Regions from separate parts of the Gadus morhua genome. Here region 1 is linked to region 2. Evidence: chromatin contacts called from public Hi-C data. All regions are on one chromosome and are shown on one strand. Each heading gives the region's core, a stretch centred on a gene start, on an enhancer-like site or on the middle of the called end of the contact. The rest is flanking DNA. Distances are from core to core; before and after follow the strand shown. Region 1 holds the start of LOC115532067. Region 2 holds the start of LOC115532098 (coxsackievirus and adenovirus receptor homolog).

What was found. A called contact is a pair of places that touch in the nucleus more often than the background predicts.
Region 1: a Hi-C map of blood shows a contact between it and region 2, with 4 times the contacts expected there. The contact joins the promoter of LOC115532067 here to the promoter of LOC115532098 in region 2. A contact is called at or near these places in 2 of 6 Hi-C or Micro-C datasets (blood and heart).

What each region holds. Positions count from the first base shown.
Region 1 is chr19:6,388,373-6,393,088 of gadMor3.0, forward strand. It overlaps LOC115532067, which reads right to left and starts at 2,982. Exons shown (of 21, transcript XM_030341547.1): 1 at 2,901-2,982. LOC115532068 (transmembrane protein 230) reads right to left here. Exons shown (of 4, transcript XM_030341548.1): 4 at 3,307-4,500. The coding sequence ends at 4,360.
Region 2 is chr19:6,111,668-6,116,504 of gadMor3.0, forward strand. LOC115532098 (coxsackievirus and adenovirus receptor homolog) reads right to left here and starts at 1,332. Exons shown (of 8, transcript XM_030341619.1): 1 at 1,262-1,332; 2 at 822-874. The coding sequence starts at 1,305. All of the region lies in intron 2 of LOC115532100 (a long non-coding RNA gene), which reads left to right.

The DNA.
Region 1 (4,716 bases), core at 1,732-4,231, 280 kb after region 2:
TCTCTAAGCCAACACCTCTCAGCTAATACTGGTGTACAATGATCCAAACAGCTTGAAACCCCAGTATAGAGCACTGTACCACCCAATACTGGTCCATCATAAATATAAAAAGCCTGTGAGCAGCACTAGCCCAAGGCTAGTCACATAGTTTATGTTTGACTTCCAATGGAATAGACTGCAATCTGGACACAGAAATGCAGTTCTACTGCTGCTGCTGTATCGGGAGAGTCTGTGTTGAAACAAACTCAGGGTTTTGTCGGTTCAGACTTTGCACCTGCCATGGAATAACAAAAAGGCCATAAACCTATATGATTAGGGTGGAGAGAAATGAATGCTGCACGTAATGCAATGTAATAAAAACATTGCAACATTTCCTTGTGTCAGGAATGAAAGGTAATGCAATACAATTATTAGGATTCTCACATGATTATTAACTGCCGGGTGAGTTAACAAGGTTGTCAAAGCGCAATTCAAATGCCCTGCCTTTTCTTTAACTGGTTGAAAACCCGATGGTTGGACAGAATTGCATTCGACACAAGGTTGGTTATATCAACAGCAGCATGAAAAACTGACTGGATTTTTTTTTTTTGTGGCTGTTAGAAAGGACACTGTTGGGAGTCCAGTGAGCTGTCAAAGCACTGGAGTGTATCAGAGCTGATGAGAGAGAGAGAGAGAGAGAGAGAGAGAGAGAGAGAGAGAGAGAGAGAGAGAGAGAGAGAGAGAGAGAGAGAGAGAGAGAGAGAGAGAGAGAGAGAGAGAGAGAGAGAGAGAGAGAGAGAGAGAGAGAGAGAGAGAGAGAGAGAGTTGGGGAGGGAGAGACAGAGGAGTGGAGGAGATAGGGAGAGAGAGAATGGTGGAGATATAGAGTAGGGGAGGAAGAGACAGAGAGAGTGGGGGGAGAGAGAGAGAGTTTGTATTTTTAAGTTGATTTTACAAACTCTTATTAATAGATTTGAATGCAATATTTCAATGTTAAACACAGCTTTTTACACATGTACTTCATTCTTCAACATCATTAATTGTACGTACAGTATTATGAAACATATGTTTCCCTTGCCAATAAAGGCCCATTGAATTGAACTTGTTTTAACTTAATTTAAAGAGAATACTAGAGAAAGTAGGAGAGAGGCAAAGTATGACAGAGAGACACAGAAAGAAGAGAGAGGTGGAAAGACTGAGTGACTGAGAGACACGGAGAGTAAAGGAAAGGTATAAAGAAAGTAGTGAGGGAGAGTGGGAGAGAGATGCAGCAGCAAAAAGGGTAGACAGGTGAAAAATACATAACAGAGTAAGAACAAGAGATGAAACTATGAGAGGAGACAGGCGTATCTGGAAGGGAAAAATAACCAGGAAGGGAAAAATAACACATTGTTAAAGCCCCGGGTAGAATTTATGTTTTCTCTTTCAATCAAACTCAACTCTCACTCAAATAGGTTCCACAAACACACACTACAATTGATTCAGCCCAGCCATGGTAACACACGGTCCCTAGACAGATCCCCCTGCCTGAGACTCACACACAATAACATGCAGTGGCACTAGCTTTAAGTGATCATGTAATAACAGCAGAGGCTATGATACACTGCTAAGTAACACAAGAGACTGTTCTCGCCGTAAATATGAAATAGAAACATGCCAACATACGGTTTCAGGTCTGCTGGAGGGGAATTCAGAGGGAATTTAGTGCTACCAGGTAACTCAACTATTCACAAACCACTGCTGCCCTTGCCAAATCCTTTACACTTGTGTTTTAAAGCTTCAGTTTCCCAATCTTTGTATTTTTATTTGGCTGCTTTCATTAAATACAAATGGTACTCGAGTATGGCGAGACCATTGAGGTGTTTTTAAATAGTCCTTAATTAAAAAGATTTCTTACTGGGGGAAATTTTACGATGTCCTTGGATTAAATTCTGTTTAATATGTAATTTAAAATGGAATTAGGCCAGGGACTTAAAACAATGTATTGCAGGCCACATTCAAATTTTTTTAATCTAACTCAGTAAAACATAGAATATTGATCATCTCAGAAAACAAGTTGATCAAAGCAAGCAAGAAATGCTCCAAAAATCAGGAAAGATATCATCCTCCACAGGGGAATTGATTGTGTTTTCTACTCCGCTTTTTACTGATCCAACGCTAATTAGACATCGAACAGTCTATGTCATCGCACAGATCCTATCTGCCACCAGTAAACAAGATTAAAAAAATCGCCAGTGTAAATTCAAAATCGATACAGGATAGGTATTTCCACCTGTAAGAACAGGTACGCCTGACATTTACTTCAAGAAAGATGCATGCAAGTGAAAAAATACATTCAGAAACACATTTCAAAGGAAATAGTCAGGAAAAAACGTACAGGACACCTGTAGGCCTACTAATATCCAGTGACTCAAACCCTAGCCCGTAAAACGAGGGGCTAATTCTTAGCACATTTAATTCAATGCGGCTCTCCACAACAGTATCGATTAAGAGCGCCCAGTAGAACCATGCAGCTTCGTGCATGGCCTTCCTTACCCACTGGCGGTCTAATTAAATGGTGGAGAGGGGTTTTAAATAGCCTGCAGTACGAGAATTTCATTATAAAGTCTATGACTACTTGAAACTAATTCAAACTGAAGGGTAGGCTTTGTGTCTTCGGTTGAAATTTTATCGTTCAAAACTCTGGGAACTTCAATTTAACGTCCTTAGTACTCGGCGGTTACAACGCATCCCTTCTACACGTCCTTCCTACTTCTATTACACACCCGTCTCTCAATAATAAATACACCGAGGACGCTTAGATCTTAGTATATCTGTGTTAGAGCAACTTCCACGCCAAACTTTTTTCAAAAACAATCAACAGGTAATAGCCCAGCCCTTACATATTAAATAAATAAAATAGTTTCCAGTGAGTGACTTACTTGCTTTGCGCTCCGCTGGGTGACTTACTTTGCGCTTTGCTCCATCGCTCACCACCTCCGCCCCCATCCACATCCACCCCCAATCCTGCTCGACCAATCAGGAGTCGCCTTTCCCCCTCAACTCAGTTGGACTTCGAACACATACAAACCCTTCTTGTATTGGGGAGTTGTGTTACCTTTGACTGATAACAGGTTCAACGTATTTAGTCCTTGCACTCTAACCAGCATCACTTCCCACATTGAAGGGAGATTTATTTTTGCATGCGGCATAATTCATGGTCGTAGGTTGGCATAAAAGTTCCCTGACATAGAAATGTGTTTTTGTCCTTGTAACCGCAAGAGGGCCTCCTTAATCTCAATAAAATCTATTGGGGGAAAAAATCCTCTTGTAAAGGAAACGACTCACTGAACTTTCAAATATCTATTTAATTCAAAAGAAATTGGTGTTCTTCGAAAAGTACAAATATTCTGAGGAATATATTACTCAGTCAGTCAAATCTTGTATAACAATTCAAATACAATCATTGCATCAAAGTATTTCTTCAAGCTTTTTCTACAAGCATACTCAACCTCTATTGTATACCAACACTATTGTATGCCTAATAAACACTTCAAATACATAAGATGTTGCGGATCTAAATCCCTGAGGATGGGATATCCGTGGCCTAAGTAGCATCAAGCACATCGTAGCAGTGCATGGTACCATGCAATGCACACTAAAGCCAATATTGCCCTTTTGGGTCAGAGAGCAGCTGATGGTAAACTGCTGTAGGCACGTCGGGTCTCTACCAAGCGTTGCAAACTAAGTGAAGTCTGGGATCTCCAAGATGTGAAGATGATGTGTAGTACAAATTAAAAGATATGCAAACTTGGTCAACTTGTCTGTCATAGCATTAAAGACACGGGCAGGCTGTCAGTTGCCGTTGTTATTGTTAAACCTTTGGAGAGGTGTACGCAATATAAAGCAAAGGCCTCTGTGGACTAGGTACCTACACCCTATGCGTCTATGCAGTAGTATCATTTGGCCATCATATAATATAATATATATTTATATATATATATAGTGCATAACTGAAGCTACCATTTACATCAAATATTTAAATAACAACAGCGAGACTCCCGTGAGTCTGGAATACAGCATTGGTTTTGACGGCCTGAGGGTGGAGGTCAGTTCAAGCCTTGCTACATAATCTGCAACATCTGTAAACTGCACACACGTCACAAAATAACTAGCAGTCTACCAGAGAAACTCCAACGCACCGCACGGTAAGGCGGTACGACACACCAACCAGGGTTTCCTATAGCAAAAGGCTGCCTTGAAACAGAGTAGTCCGAAACAGCCGTATGTGAAATGATCAAGTCAAAGAGGCGCCAAGCCGCGCGGTGCATAGGTTTGGCCAGAGGATTAGCATTAGCATTAGCATGGCATCAGGACATCTACACGACGCTAACACTGCTCTCAATCCCCAAAGTCAGGGATGTCGTCGTAGGAGTAACCACGGTAGCCCTTGGACGCGTAGTAGGCGATCCTCAGGTGGTAGAACCCGGGCAGGAACACCAGCACCCCTATGATGAGGACGGGAATGGTACGGTCCGGATGCTGAAAAGGGGAGGCGGAAGATTGGGGTTTATGTATTGTGATGTTCAGAAAAAAATTGAATATATAATAAGCCGATTTTTATTATTTTATCTTTTGGTCTTCTGTATGTTGATAGAAATGAGTGTCTATGTCACCCCACAAAATAATGGTATTGAAACACTTGCCAAAGAGGAATACTATGCGACTAAGTAGCCTAAAATGGCTCATCCTCTTCTA
Region 2 (4,837 bases), core at 82-2,581:
CACAAAGGCGCTGGTAAAAGTTTTGTTGACACTTTTTTGTTTACCTTGAACAAATACGACAAACAAATATCAAGACCACCCTATCCTCGATCACGTCGCAATTTGACAAAATCCTCAAAGAAATGTAAGCTTGCCCATCCACACAGACTGGTGTTTTCAGTTGTCATTGGTGGCCATTTGTAAACAAGCTCATTAAAGTATAAATTATCAAACCAACCAATTTTTGACAATAATTAGCTCTGAAACATTGCCCTGAATCAAGCACCAGGCGTAGGTGTGAAAGGGACCTGTTGTTGCTATGAACCTAGCATGTTTCATGTAGCTTGGTTAACTTCCCGCTGATGAAGGGCAGCTTGGCAGAGTGGCTTGGTGGTTGAAATTGTGTGGTTTCATTGGTGCGGATGTTTGAGTTCAGAGGGAACAGCTAAATAGGTGCACACGCACTGTTATACAAGAGTTCCCCTCGATCGAGCATTAGGCATGTTTAAGTACATGACAAAATGTTTTTGTTTTTTCAAAGGCAACCAATGTGATGACCATTCTCACTGAGACGATTTCATTCGTCTAGTCCGTACACAGTGATCATAAATTGGCTCATAGTCTATCTTTCGCTACACTAGAGGGTCGGCATCCCTCTTGGGAGCCAGCTCAGTGCCTTATCTGATTGGACGAGCATGTGTGCGCCATAGCAACACAAAAGGCGAGTTCCTACCTAGCAGTACAGAGCTTCATTTTGGCTTGAGAAGAATGGAAAAGGCGTTCTGTTGCCTGCAGATTGTCAAGCTGTGGGTCGGGCGGGTGTGCGTGTTTGTGTGTCTCACCTGTGCTAAGAAAGGCTGTGTATATCACGCGGAACAGATATATTCCACTGTAACTGAAACATGACAGAAAATGTACATTGAAGAACACTGTATCCAGAGGGCAGAGGTCATACAGAGTATGAACTATAAAGTAATATAATGTATAGATATATATTTATGTGTACTTATTACTATGCTGCCCCCTGCCATTTCACGCTTTGAACACCTTGCACTTTGCCCTAATGTTGCTTTACTTTTGATGTGCAAATGTAAATAGTAAATATACAAATAAGATTTCTGATTTTAATTCTGAATCTTAGCGTCACAGAGATGGCGATAAGGAAATAATAAACACTTATGTTCAGTCTTACTTTACCAATACAGCATAGTTAACAGCAATATCAACATGCAATTGCAGATTACTATACTTAAAACAGTGTAAAGGCTTTTTGTTTAGTTACCTCGATGGAAGTCTAGCCATTGGGCGCGTATGACCGACTTTCATTGTAGTCGGTAGTCTTTCCGCTTCATACTGAGAGTCTGGCACTAACTCCCCCATCATTAGCATAACGCCATGCCATTGGCAGAGAGCCACACCTGTTTTTCTTGTTGGGTTTGGTGTCACCTTGCAGTATTGCTTAGTGCTTTAACACAGCATGAATAGTACTGATTATGTTCTCACCATCTCTACTGGTAAATGAAAATACAAAATTGCACATATAGTACAGCAATACAATTATACATATCAGATAATAATAATAAACTATAAAAAGATTATTAGAATAAAACGTATACAATTTATTGTTAATTTATAGTAATTTAATGTAAATACATATTCAGTACAAAAATACGGTTGTAAGTAACACAAACTACTATTTTCTTAAATACAAAAAAACACATTGTACTTGAATAAGGATTTTCTTGTTTCTTGTTGAGGAAGACTATGATGGTTGGCAGCATAAATAATTATGCTGCCAACCATCAAACAACAAGAACCAAATTAAATAAAACTCAATAATGAAGCAAAGTGTGTGTGTGTTATTGAGTTATAAACTTAAATTGTGCAAAAAATAACTAACCAACGAGTTTAAACCGAATTAAATAAAGGAAGTGCAAGGGTATGTATTTATACGGTATATGTAATCAGACACCGATCTGAACACCTTCAACATGTAACGAGTGTCAGGTTTCCCCATGTCCCCAGACCAGGAAACCAGGAACCAGTTATTCAGGAGGCAATACCCGGGGAGAGTGGCGTGCTGCACACAACTTTAAAGCATTAGGCTGCTTTGTTAAGTGCACATGATAATGGTTATCTTTGTTTATGCATTTGAGATGTAAATCAGCCATGGTTTGGTTAAACTCCCAGTGTTTAAACACTCATGCTCATGGACTTAGCGACTCAGGCAGTTAAAATACTGAGTGAAGAAAGTAGCTGCATTATAGGCAGTTTGTGCATTCTGAATTCTGAATGCAGAGCGACATTTGAATAATTCTGGGAGGGGGTGTTTTTCAACTGATTGGAACGCAGCCTGAGCATTTACCTCTGAATCAAAATGAAATGCTTAGTTCCCAGTTGTAAGAAATTACATAGAATGAGACTGTCAACAACACACATTCAATCTTTAAGCCAGTCCATTGCAACCGGTGGGTCAAAGAAACACAAAGTCCTCAGTTCTATCCAAAATTCACCATTGTGCTCAAGGACATTCAGCAATTCTAACTCTTCGCTTCTCACTCTGTCTCTGAGTCTGTGAGCATTTGCGGTTGTGTTCAAACACAGAATGCTTATCCAGCATTCAAATCTGTTAACAAAACACCCCCTCCTTTTTACACTCGCACCAACATTGAAATGTTTCTCTGCATTCAGAATTCAGACTGCCAATAAATGAGCACACAGAGTGGTGAGGAGACACAGAACCCCAGCATGTGGTTTTCTTTATTTTTGGGCACTATTACATGACAGTTTCTATGCACTTACTTAACAAAAGCTGCAAAACACTTGTTTCGAATTGAATGGATGTCTATTGATCGCTAGCTGCCCAATGTCTGAACTTGTCTACACACGAGAAGGGGTGAGATGTAAAAAGAGCATGTGGGGGTCCAACCTGAGGTCTCAACAAACCAATCAAATCCTTTCAGCAAACAGCTCTGGCTATTCCTACTGAGACCCAAAGGATGCAGTGGAGTGGCTGGGCGGGTCATTAATGGTGCATGTGGAATAAGCAGAAGCAAAAAAATAAAGTGTCATGGAGGAATAACAAATGCAACTAGTAGGTGGTGGGTTAGTGGATAGATGAATTTGGTGTTCGACACCAAAACGTAAGCTTCTGGTTCGGTCTTCATTGTCCGCAGCCTTAATCTGTACACATCCTTGAGCATTGATTTATTTCAGTCACAGTGATAAAAAGGTACTATAGACTACTAGGTTGCCGATCGTACAAGACAAATTAACACGTTTAAAATGAACAAATGTTTTTTGTTAGCTATTGCGCTTCTCCATTGACCTGCATGGGTCAGTGTTGCCTGTAGGGCTGGTTAATTTAAACGCCAATTATTATCATGGTAAAACAAGTCTGTGTTCCTTTTCTAAACATCACTTAGTATTGATATCAGGAGTATTCATTATTTCACTTAAATAGTGTTTGTTTAAAAAAATATAGCATGAATCAGGAATGGGCCTGGGCTCGGCGCATTTCTAATTTTCCTTTGATGTGTTGGAGTTACGTTGTTCTTCAGTCCTGTAAAGATAAGGACGAATGCATTCATAACCTTGCTCTATTCCATTATATGGATCTGTTCTCTTGTATTGTGTGGTTCTCTCCCATTCTTAGCATTTTCTTGTAGTCATGGTGATAATCTAAGAGTGTGTGTGTGTATATATATGTGTGTGGGTGTGTGTGTGCCACTGTGCCCACCCTTGAGTACTACTACAATTTCATAACGGCTGTATTCACAACTGTGTGAACTCAACTCCGACGTGAACCCAAAATGACCACCCTTTGTTTCCAATCAAACGTATCCTTTTAACTCCACTGGGGCTCAAAAAGCCCGGCTTCGTCACTGCAGAGTTACACTGCCGAACTTAAAACCAAAAGTGTTTATTTTTTGGCTCCAGTTTTGAATCTGCGCCAAATCACGGTCATCACAGAGCAGGGCGCACGGTTGCACCCGGTCGGGCATTTACAGATCAACTCTTGCTCTCTCCTCGTCGCTCCCCTCCTCTCTTCTCTGTGCCTCGCTTTGTTTCTCCCTTTCTCTGCTCTCCCCCCCCTCTTTTCTCCCTTCTTCTTCCCTCTTCTGCTTTTCTCCTCATCTCTTCCCTTCTCTTTTTCCCTCCTCCCCCAGCACTCCTGTACTCCCCTTCCTCATTTCTTCCCTTCGCTCTTCTCCTTTTAACTTTTTGTCCTCTCTTCTCCCCTCCCCTCCTCTCTCCCCTCCTCATCTCTCTCTTCCTGTCGTGGTCTGGCTGTCAACTCCATCACTGTGTCGCCTGCATTGTTCTGTAAATGCTCGGTGCTTCTCTTTCTTCTTTTGTTCCTTTCCATCGCAATTGCTTCAGGCGTCTGGTTGCTTAAAGTCTTGGCTCTGATTGCGCGCAGAAAAGTTATTTTTTTTCTTCGCCTGTCTTCCTACCTGGGAGTCGTCTGTTATGGTGGGGAGGGGGTCGGTCGTCATACTCCCTCTGACCTTTGAACCTCTGACCTCTGGTCCACACACGGAGAGGCAGGAGCTGCTGGAAGATATGCGAAGTAGGACCTCATTAGTAATTATTCAGCATCTTCGTATGCTCCGGTTCCAAAGTTCTTTGACGAAGCAAGAAAGGCAGAGAGAACTTCTCTTTTTGTAGAATCGCTGTCGCTACAATGGGTGTACTAATGATGTTTTGTGTCTTGGGTGATTTTAATAATTCTATCAAATTTTTGTGTTTTGATTTGCAATTGCACATTTCCTCTCCATCAATTCTAAACCCTGACCCTTATTTCACACACGCACTTCCGAATCATCTTTTATCTTTTATTTAAGTTGTTCTCTGC